Regions from separate parts of the Zea mays genome. Here region 2 is linked to region 1. The links are chromatin contacts, called in public Hi-C maps. All regions are on one chromosome and are shown on one strand. Each heading gives the region's core, a stretch centred on a gene start, on an enhancer-like site or on the middle of the called end of the contact. The rest is flanking DNA. Distances are from core to core; before and after follow the strand shown.

Region 1 (4,791 bases), core at 727-3,226:
GCAGGGTGGAAGGGCCCATAAACAAAGTCACTCCTTTTCCCTTGCACCAGCTGCCTCTCAAAAGTCTTCACTATGTTACCAGCACCCTGCATGAGCTTGACTTTGTTCTCCGCTGCTGAGTCTAACTTGCCTCGCTTATTGTCAATGTTTGTAAGATCAGTACCAAATGCTCTCTTATTGGGCATTGCCTTCATCGATGGAGGTACAGAAACCATGACATTGTTATCTTGCTTTCGCTTTGCCTGGCCTAGCCACCGGAATGCAGGTTTTCTTGTGTCTGCTTGCTGCGTCTGAAACAAACGTTACAAGAAACTTCAGCAGCCACCAGCCAGAAATATCATTCCATTCATTTGAAATGGTATGCAGTCGAGAACCTACCTTCTCAATGAGGTTCAAAGAAGACAGCACATTGGCAATGTCATACAATCGACGAACTTTGGCTGCTTTGCATATTAGAATCAGTGCAAATTCTATTTGGATATGAAAAATATTTGGCATAAGCATGGAATTAAACAAAAGGAATGCATGTACTAACTTCTCATGTTGCTGTCTGCATGTCCCTCTCCAAGGAGAAGCCTTGCAGCTTCGTCAAGTGAGATTGTCCCAACCTGTACGAAATACAAGCCTCATTACAGTTAAGTGCGAAAGGGAAATAACCCAAACCATACAGGGTGATTTCAGTCCTCTCACCTCCATGTTGAGGAAGAGCTTGACAAAATTCTGAGTGAGGAGCCCAAGGGACTTCTCCTTCCGATGATCTATGTATACAACACCAAAACTCTAAGTGAGCACACAACATAAAAGATAGAAGGCTCTATGTAAAACAAGAAAAGAACTAAACCTCTATACCAGATCTAAGGCGGCAGCTGGGTGCGTCAGGCTTATCAGACGTATTGTCAACAGGTTGGCTGAGCTTCTCGCTCTCAGCATCTTCATCAGCATCGCCCAATTTTTCATCATCCTCATCATCTGATAACTTTGCAATCACAAACCCCAAAGAAATTGATACACCAACAGCAGGTATTTTGTAACAAGACCAATTTCAAGCAAATCCAGTTGAAGAAAACTAACGTTGGCAGTAGAGGAGTCCTCCATTGACAGTAACACCGGTGATCCGGACATCTTCCTTAGCGCCCTCTCCTAATCAGACCAAACACGATTGACAAAAGAGGGAGAAATTGTGGATAACGAGATTAGTAATGGTAGCTAAGATGGGTGGGATTCAGAACTGCAGGATCTAATTCAGACCTTGAGTTCTTTCAGCGCAGCAGGGACTCCCCCGAATCCGAGCCATGTATACCGATTCTTGGCCCTCCGCACAAGAATCTGCAAGAGGTCCCCCAACACCCAGGAATTGTTAAAGCAGGATAGCACATCACAGTTCGAAAACATAAGAACGCGAAATCGCATTCCAAGGACGGCTCACCCCGACGCTCTCGAGAACGTTGACTATGTCGTAGATCCGGCGTCGCTCGACGCCGAGACGCTTGGCCGCGTCGTCCAGCCCAATCACCTCCACGTCCTCCCGGTCGTACAGCGCCACGAAGCTTCAAGAAGGAAGGGATGATACCAAAGGTCAAGGGCTCAAGGGACCGCACACCGCGAGCATCCCGGGCGAAACCGAGGGCGTGAGAAGCGAGAACTGGCCTTACTTGGAGCAGAGAAGGCCGAGCGACTTCTGCTTGCGGCTGTACGCGTGGTGGCGGCAGGCTCGCGCGACGCCGCTGCCGCTGCCGGCGCCGTGGACGCGCAACTGCGGAGCCTCCGCCGGCGGCTGGGCGGCGGCCGCGGAGGACTCGGCGCCAGAGAAGGAAGGCCCGGGGGCGGGGGTGGCGGCGGAGGCATCCATCGAGGGCGCGCGAGCTGGGAGGGTTTGGCTCACGCGGTTCGGGAGATGGGGAGACCGGGAGAGGGAATGCTCTTCTTCGCCCTTACCTGAAGTGATTTTTTTTTCGACTGTCCTTTCGTCCCTGTAGATCTGCGGAGCTGGACGGGGACTCGAGGAGAGAATTCACGCGAGGCCGTTGGGTAATTTGGCGCCCGCCACAGCGGATCCACAACTTTTCAAACGCCTCCATCCCGCGTTGCCGCGACCTTGTCGGTTTAAAGTTTTCCGCGCGGCTCCGGCTTTCTTAACATTTTTTTATATCTTAAACTTTTCACACTACAACAGTTTAATTAGGAGAATCATTTAGATACAAATTACTCTCTATATCTATATACTTTTTAACAATTTTTCTATATATTATACGTATTTTTAAGAATAAATCATATTTTTCATGTATAAATATCGAAATTTTTTGATTAAAAGATAGCAATATATGAATCTAATTGAAAGTTGGTGGAATGTTTTTTACTGAAATCCTTATTTTTATTTATATAATATAAATGATATAAAGAAACTCTAGATATGCTAAACCAGATTTGTTTTGAACTGCTTCGCTGCATAAAAATCAAATCTATTTAGTAAGAATCTATTTGAGACTATTTTGTTTTATATATTTTATAACATAAAATGTAAGCGAGCTTTGTTCGCTCCTGATGGGAAACTTGTTCCTAGAATCAAACACCCCTGAAAGCAAAGGACATAGGTGTCGTTCGGTTCATAAAATATAACATAATTGACAACAGTAATGATTCACACTTGACTACCACCGGTAATAAGCCTAAATAGGTCGTTATTGGTTTACATTGTGATATCTAGTTACGGTTGAACTTAAACAAATATGATTTAATGTTACCAGTTACTTATCATATTATAAAAATGTGAACCAAACAACATCATAGTGCTAGAGCCAACATGTATTAAGGCTTTGTTTGGAACTCGTAAAGCGAATAGGTAGCTAGTTAACACATTGTTGGTTGAATTGAGTCGGTCGATAAACTAATTGTTAGTTGTGAGATATATAACAATTAGTTGGGGTATCAGCTAAGGGTGTTTAGAACATCTACATCTATTTTTTTGCAACTAACTATTAATTCTAGAGGTTATAAAGAGAACCTAAGACTAGTTTCAATAGTTCACCCAGACCCTCCACCCTAAATAGGAGGAGCTTTAGGGGAAATTGCCCTCCAATGATTTCTCCTAAAGCCCTCCATACTAAGGGGAGAGGAAACACTACGTATATAGCGAGTGATCATATGATTCATTTTAAATTTCAAAAAATGATAAATAATTGTTAAATAATTGTGTTACAATGTATAGGGAGAATGATTAGAGACACCCTATATGTAGGGAGAGTATCTTTTAGGGGTGTATTAAAATATAATATAAATCTTATATAGTGGGAGATGTATGAGGGAATGGTTGGAGAGTCTGAGAAAAATAGTGCTATAAGATTGTTTCCAATGGTCCCCCAACAACTCTCTCAATATGCACTTTCTATTTATATTTTTAACTACTTCACACTAAAAGATTCTTACCCTCATATTTCCTCCTCTATAACCATTCTGTCTACCACTTCACTCTATATCAACATAATAACCATTTAACATTGTGTATTGTTGTTACATATTTCAGTTGTACATACTTCATATACGATTGATAGTACATCTACTATTATTTGTCTAAGGACATAGTTTTTCAGAGCCATGCATGTATATCGCTAAAAAATTTGTATTGTAGGGTCGTGTGTATACGCTCGTACATACCTGTTGTGGAAAGATTATGTCATGTGGATGTGGCTTGCGATGAAAGTTTCACATTGTCTTACATGGGAGGAGCTTCCAACTAGAAGCTTGTCGTGCCTATATAAAGCCCGAGGAATGATCATTTCATTCACAAGTCATTGCACCATAATTCTTTCACGTTTATTAACACAGCAAGCAATGATGGCACAATCACAACGCTTATGCTTTTGCTTAGACATAGGAGAGATTGATGGATGGTGTTCGACAACGATGCTGGAAGTTTGGCCCTTCGCTTGTTAGTTGAGGATGAGGAAAGGCAGAGCTAGGAGGCGTGGCTCCATGCCTGGTCACATTATCATCAACCACAAGTTTACATCACCAACAATCTTATAGTAATTTAGAATGCATTAACAATATGATAAAGTACTTCAGCAATTGCAAGCTTCGCTTTGAGGTTGATGTGTATCGCTAAAGATTTTGACGCTACTTTGCTTCATAGAACATCCACCATGCAGGATTCAAGGTGGACATATCGATTGAGATGATGCACTCCTCTTCCTTGGCAACTAGTACTTCCCACATCTTCCTTTTCGGCTCTACAAGATGCTCATCCATTCTCTACTTCTGCTTGTACGCCTCCTCATAGAAGCTCACTTGCTTGTTAATCTTCAATGCGACAACACCTTCCATTTCTTTCCAAAGTTCCAACCTTTGAATATTCAAGTTTGGTATCAAAATTGTGTATTCTGAACTTGATTGATTGCCTACAATAGATGCATATCGCTTTCTAAATTTTGTTGTGCCCCAGCCAATTGGCCACTTCAAGGGCCAATTTTAAGATTCACTACCTTCTTTAGGTGCCGGTGAATTTGTAAGGTTAATTAGCGCCCTGCTACCACAACCAAATTATGAATGTCCTAGTTTCTTCTATAAGTGTAACCACTTAGGTTCATTCCTAAAGATCACCCAACAATGTATTGTTGTAAAAGGCTTCTTTTCCAAGTTGTTATAAAGCGCAATCGCTGTTGCTACCTGATTCTCCCTCCGGTTTAAAATACTAGTCGGTTTAGCTCTTCATTTTTATGTATATATTGAAATATATAAAGATGAACCTTGACACATATGCAAAACACATACATCAAATATTGTATGAACCCATTA
Region 2 (4,791 bases), core at 895-3,394, 170 kb before region 1:
CCTCAGAGCTCGAGATGATGCAACATCAGCAGCTTGCATTGCGGGTATGACAATGAGCAGTATTGCATCATTGTGCCCAGCATACTCATTGATCTAAAGTAAGAAACAATCAGCACTCCGCTAAAGAGTAAGCAAATTGATGGCCTTAAAAGAACTAGATGTGATCTCCATAAGTACAATGTGTAAGGAAAATTCAAAAACTATAAAATAAAATGAAACAAGCTGCAGAGAAACGAAAGCTATGTTCTAGTGGTCCTAAGATGCGAAAGGGACTCTAGCTGAGTTGGTTAGGTGGTCAGAGTAGCACTTATCAGGTCCTGAGTTCGACTCCCTGTGAGAGATAATTTCGTACTGAGGTTAAAAATCTCCTCACCAGTTCTACACCAAAGCACAACTCTAAGACCCAGCCCTGGCTGTGGTCATTCTCATATGAGCTACGGTGCCGCTGTGTATGGGTAGGACATGGGTCCAATGGTTTTCTTGACTTGCATAAGGACTTCTTAATGCAATACATGGGGCTGTTTTACCCGCGCAGGTCAAGTTTTTTTATTGGTCCCAAGATAAAATGTGTAGCTTGTGTTTCAAGATTCAATGGTCTGATGAAAGTTCATTGTGGATATTATGGTGCAACCAGTTAATCAGCACTCCACCTAATCTCTAAGCATCTATGTCTAGCAAAAATAGTTTAGAAATAATTCAAATACCTACCATGGAATCATCAACAGCTCCAATGGTCTGATGAAAGTTCATTGTGGATATTATGGTGCAACCAGTTAATCAGCACTACACCTAATCTCTAAGCATCTATGTATAGCAAAAATAGTTTAGAAATAATTCAAATACCTACCATGGAATCATCAACAGCTCGCTGGTCTATCCCAGGTAAATCAATCAGCTTTAATGAGGGAGCTGAACAAAAGGCAAGAAAAATACGGTGAGGATTTCATAAAGCAGCACAGCAAATAAAAGCAAACTAACAAAGCATATTTAGTACAGAAATTATGTGTGGGTTCACCAATGTTAGAACATATAAACATGTACCCGTAAATGATTATACTGCTCTACAGGCAACTTGCCAACACAGAGCGTGCAAAACTCACAAGCATACATATCCCAGCTGTTATTTCATCATCGTTCAATTTACGCATATCATTTTTCAACACCTTACACCATCACCAAAAGTATGAGCATATACTCAACACCTTGTTCTGTACGATGCTGGTGAAACGGAAAGAAAAACAGCTGCATAGTTGCTTAAATGGTTATACTACTCGCAGCACAAACAAACCTGTACTGGTCCGCAGTTTGAGGTAAATCTCATCAACACGGCCCCTCCCTGATCCACCAGATGCTCCCCTGCTGAGTCTGTCCTGCAGTGAATGCCGGAGAGCACCTGCAGCACAGCAGAACGAACCAGGAAATTTCAAGGTCAAGATCAGGCTCAGTCCCAAGCTTCCAGAACTCGCTAATAGATGCATGAAGCACGGCCACGAGATCCAACTTACTTGCGGAAACCTGCTGCGACTTGCTGTCGATCTGCAGCACGATGGACTTGCTGCTGAGCCCCGGCTCCCTCTGCAGGTCAACCACTATCGGCGCCCGCGTCGCCCCGTTCTCCCCCGTCGGCTGCACCGCACACCAATACCATCCAAATCCAGTAAAAAACACAGCACGACAAGGGAAAAGGGACGAAAGGGAACTAAGCTGCTCGGCTAGGAGGTAGGAGCTCACCAAGACCGGGTGGCCGATGAGGCTGTTCAGCACGGCCGACTTGCCAGCGCCCTACATGAACAAACGGATCGGAAAAGATCAGATCGGGTCACACGAGCAGTAGTGCGGCACGCTAGCAGCAGGAGCAGATCGCGAGGGGTCTAGTGTGCTGAGAACGGCGGAGGACCGATACTCACGACGTTGCCGAGGGCGACGGCGTTGAGGAAGGTGGTGGGGCGACGCGGCGCGGCGTCGTCGGAGGGGTCGTCGTCGGCGAGGAGTGACGCCGCCTGGCGCATCGACTCGGCGAGCTCCGATAGCTCCTCCATGGCCTCCATGGTCAGTGGTCTCCCCGACGGCGGATCTCGACTGGAGGAGGCAACTGGCGGCGAAGGAGGAGACCCAGACCTGAGCTCTGACGCGGATTTGAAATCTACACGGGGATGGGATGGGAGAGACGTGGGGGGTGATGGATTTGGGCGACACACGAGAGGGACAGACTCACATACAGCGGAGAAGGTGGGACTGGAGGAGGCGAGGAGCACATCAACGGACTCGTTTGCTTGCTTGGCTGCGAAGGTGCACATTTATTTTATTTTTTTGCAATAATTACCATTGTAACTTTAGATTATTGGATCCATATGTCATTGACTCATGTGAATCTTACATGTAAGTGAGATAGCAATAATATATTAATATATGTCTAAAGTTGTAATCTTCTAATGGTATAGATCCAAATTTTCTTTTTTAGACAATTTACTACTAAAAAATATCAGGTTATTTTCTTGATCTTTAAATTATATTTTTTTCTACATAACATTAAATATAAATTTAGTTCTACTACCATTAGTTCTAATATCCAACGGGATAATTTTTATATAAGGGCTAGTTTTGAGAACCCTATTTTCAGAAGGGATTTTCTTTTTTCCAAGAAAAAATTAGTTCATTTTCCCTTGGAAAAATAGAGTTTCCAAACTAGCCCTAAAAATATGATTTTACCTTTATTGAAGATAGATATAATTTGTTGTTAAGTGTAATATATTTCTATGATAATCTAAAGTGCACTATTTTAATATAAACACTTAAATTTGTATTAAAGTTGTAATAAAAATAACGTTGTTATTTTTTTTGAAATATTGTGATCATTCAACTTTAAATCTCTACATTTATAATTTTTTAAATAGTTTGTAGTACATTGTTTTAATATAAATAATGATAGTAATTTTTATTACAAAATTTAATACAAAATAAGTATTTATTAAAATAGTTTACTACAAATTATTATTGAAATATATTACAACAAATTATATGGGCCACCTTTAATAAGGATAAAATCATCTTTTTACATGAAACTTAACACAACTAGAGACAAGACTAATGGTTCGGTAGCCTAGAGCGGTTAATAGACTATACCTAAAATTTTCACCAAAAACTTCAAAATAAAGTCAAATTACCAATTAGACTGTTGTTAGCCGGTTCAACCGCTACCAGGGGCACTTGAACCACTATGAACCAGTTCAACTGCGAGAGTAGATCTAAATCAAGAACAACGCGGATAATAATAAGAGTTTCTTTTAGACACGAGTTCTAGGGACAATCTAGATGAAAATGTTATGGAAGTGAAGCAACTCTACAAAATCCACACGCGCGAAGAATCACACAACTCCTTGCTTGTTAAAGATAAATCACAAAGATGAACACAACAAGAACACAAGATTTATCCCGAGATTCGGCCACACCGCAAATGTGTCCTACTCCCCGTTGAGGAGCCCACGAGGAGCCAGGTCCTTTCTAACCCTAATCCTCCCTTAGCCGACCATGAAGGTCAAGACAGTTCCTTTCTCAAATTAGCTCAAAAAGCAGGTGATACAAACTTCTTAGGGTCGTCCACAAATTCGGAGACTCCTAAACAACCTCACTCATCAAGGAACACTAGGTTCCAAGAGTAACACATTCGCACGAGTTGATGTTTGCAACAAGCTCAAATAAGGGAGAAAAGAGAAGGATAATGGAAACCAAATCGTGGATTCAAGGAACTCAAACCTCACACCAAAATGCTCCTTCAATCAATCGAAGAGCGCGAGATTTGGGGTGTGAGAGAGAATTGGAGCTCTTGTTTGAAGTTTGGTGGGGAGTAAATGTGTTGAGCAGCCAAAGTAAATGAGGGGAGAGAGAGGATAGGATATATATAGGTGGCTCTCTCAAGAGGGTGACTATTGAACTTTCTGCGCAAAATATGGTTGAATGGCACTCCAAAGTTGGTAGAACTGGTTTCAACCGGTTTTGAGCAGAGAGCTTGAAAGGGAAATGTGCCTACCATCCATTTCTACTTGTTTTGGTGATTAAGTGTTCAACACATCATCATGGACTAACTTGTGTAGTATGAGTACGAGCACAAGTCTACTACAATGCAATTTGAAGACATTAAGTCCAAAAGAGCTTAAATGGAGGCCTAAAATGCAACTTGAAGAGAAATGGTAAATTTGTGAGGTTTACACGCTTAAACATGTTGCATATGTTCATTGCAATGTTTCTAGCACTTTTATTTGGTCTCTAACTCTTTTTGTAGAGAAAAGTGCATTTTGGACCTAGCGTAAGCAAAATAGGGAACTAAATCGAATATTTTTGAAAGAGGTAAGTTTTTCTAACTTAGTCCATTGGATTAAGTACTAATAATTTGTGCCTAAGTTGTAGGGAAGCTTCTAAGAAGAGACGAAAAGATTGGAGAACTTAGGCTCAAAAGAGCCTAAGTTGTGTTGGTCTAGGTCTCACCAGATCGGTCCAATGGAGCACCGGACCATGTTCGTGAGGGCCTAGACATAGTCGTTGGACAGCCTGGCACACCGGACCAGGTCCATGTGCACCGGACTGGCTGTACGGCCGAACTCAGTGTTCTCAGGAATTTATTATAAATTTTGCCACACCATGAATAGTGTCGGTCTGGTGGCGCACCGAACCACCTGCCAACGACTAGCTGATGTGGCACCCGGTTCGGTGGTGCAATGGACCGGTCTGGTGCCCGCTAGAACAGGAAACCACCAATCAGGATCCCAGACTCGGGACATGTGGACCTAGTCCGGT

What was found. Hi-C and Micro-C count contacts between places; a contact is called where the count stands out from the background.
Region 2: a Hi-C map of leaf shows a contact between it and region 1, with 6 times the contacts expected there. The contact joins the promoter of LOC100286124 here to the promoter of LOC103629955 in region 1. A contact is called at or near these places in 4 of 25 Hi-C or Micro-C datasets (ear, leaf and tassel).

What each region holds. Positions count from the first base shown.
Region 1 is chr6:125,971,918-125,976,708 of Zm-B73-REFERENCE-NAM-5.0, reverse strand. It overlaps LOC103629955 (E2F transcription factor-like E2FE), which reads right to left and starts at 1,976. Exons shown (of 11, transcript XM_008651054.4): 1 at 1,653-1,976; 2 at 1,427-1,547; 3 at 1,249-1,326; 4 at 1,072-1,140; 5 at 850-976; 6 at 691-758; 7 at 536-608; 8 at 379-440; 9 at 1-290. The coding sequence starts at 1,849.
Region 2 is chr6:126,138,203-126,142,993 of Zm-B73-REFERENCE-NAM-5.0, reverse strand. It overlaps LOC100286124 (dynamin-2A), which reads right to left and starts at 2,144. Exons shown (of 22, transcript NM_001159012.2): 1 at 1,908-2,144; 2 at 1,732-1,782; 3 at 1,506-1,626; 4 at 1,289-1,393; 5 at 848-909; 6 at 1-93. The coding sequence starts at 2,048.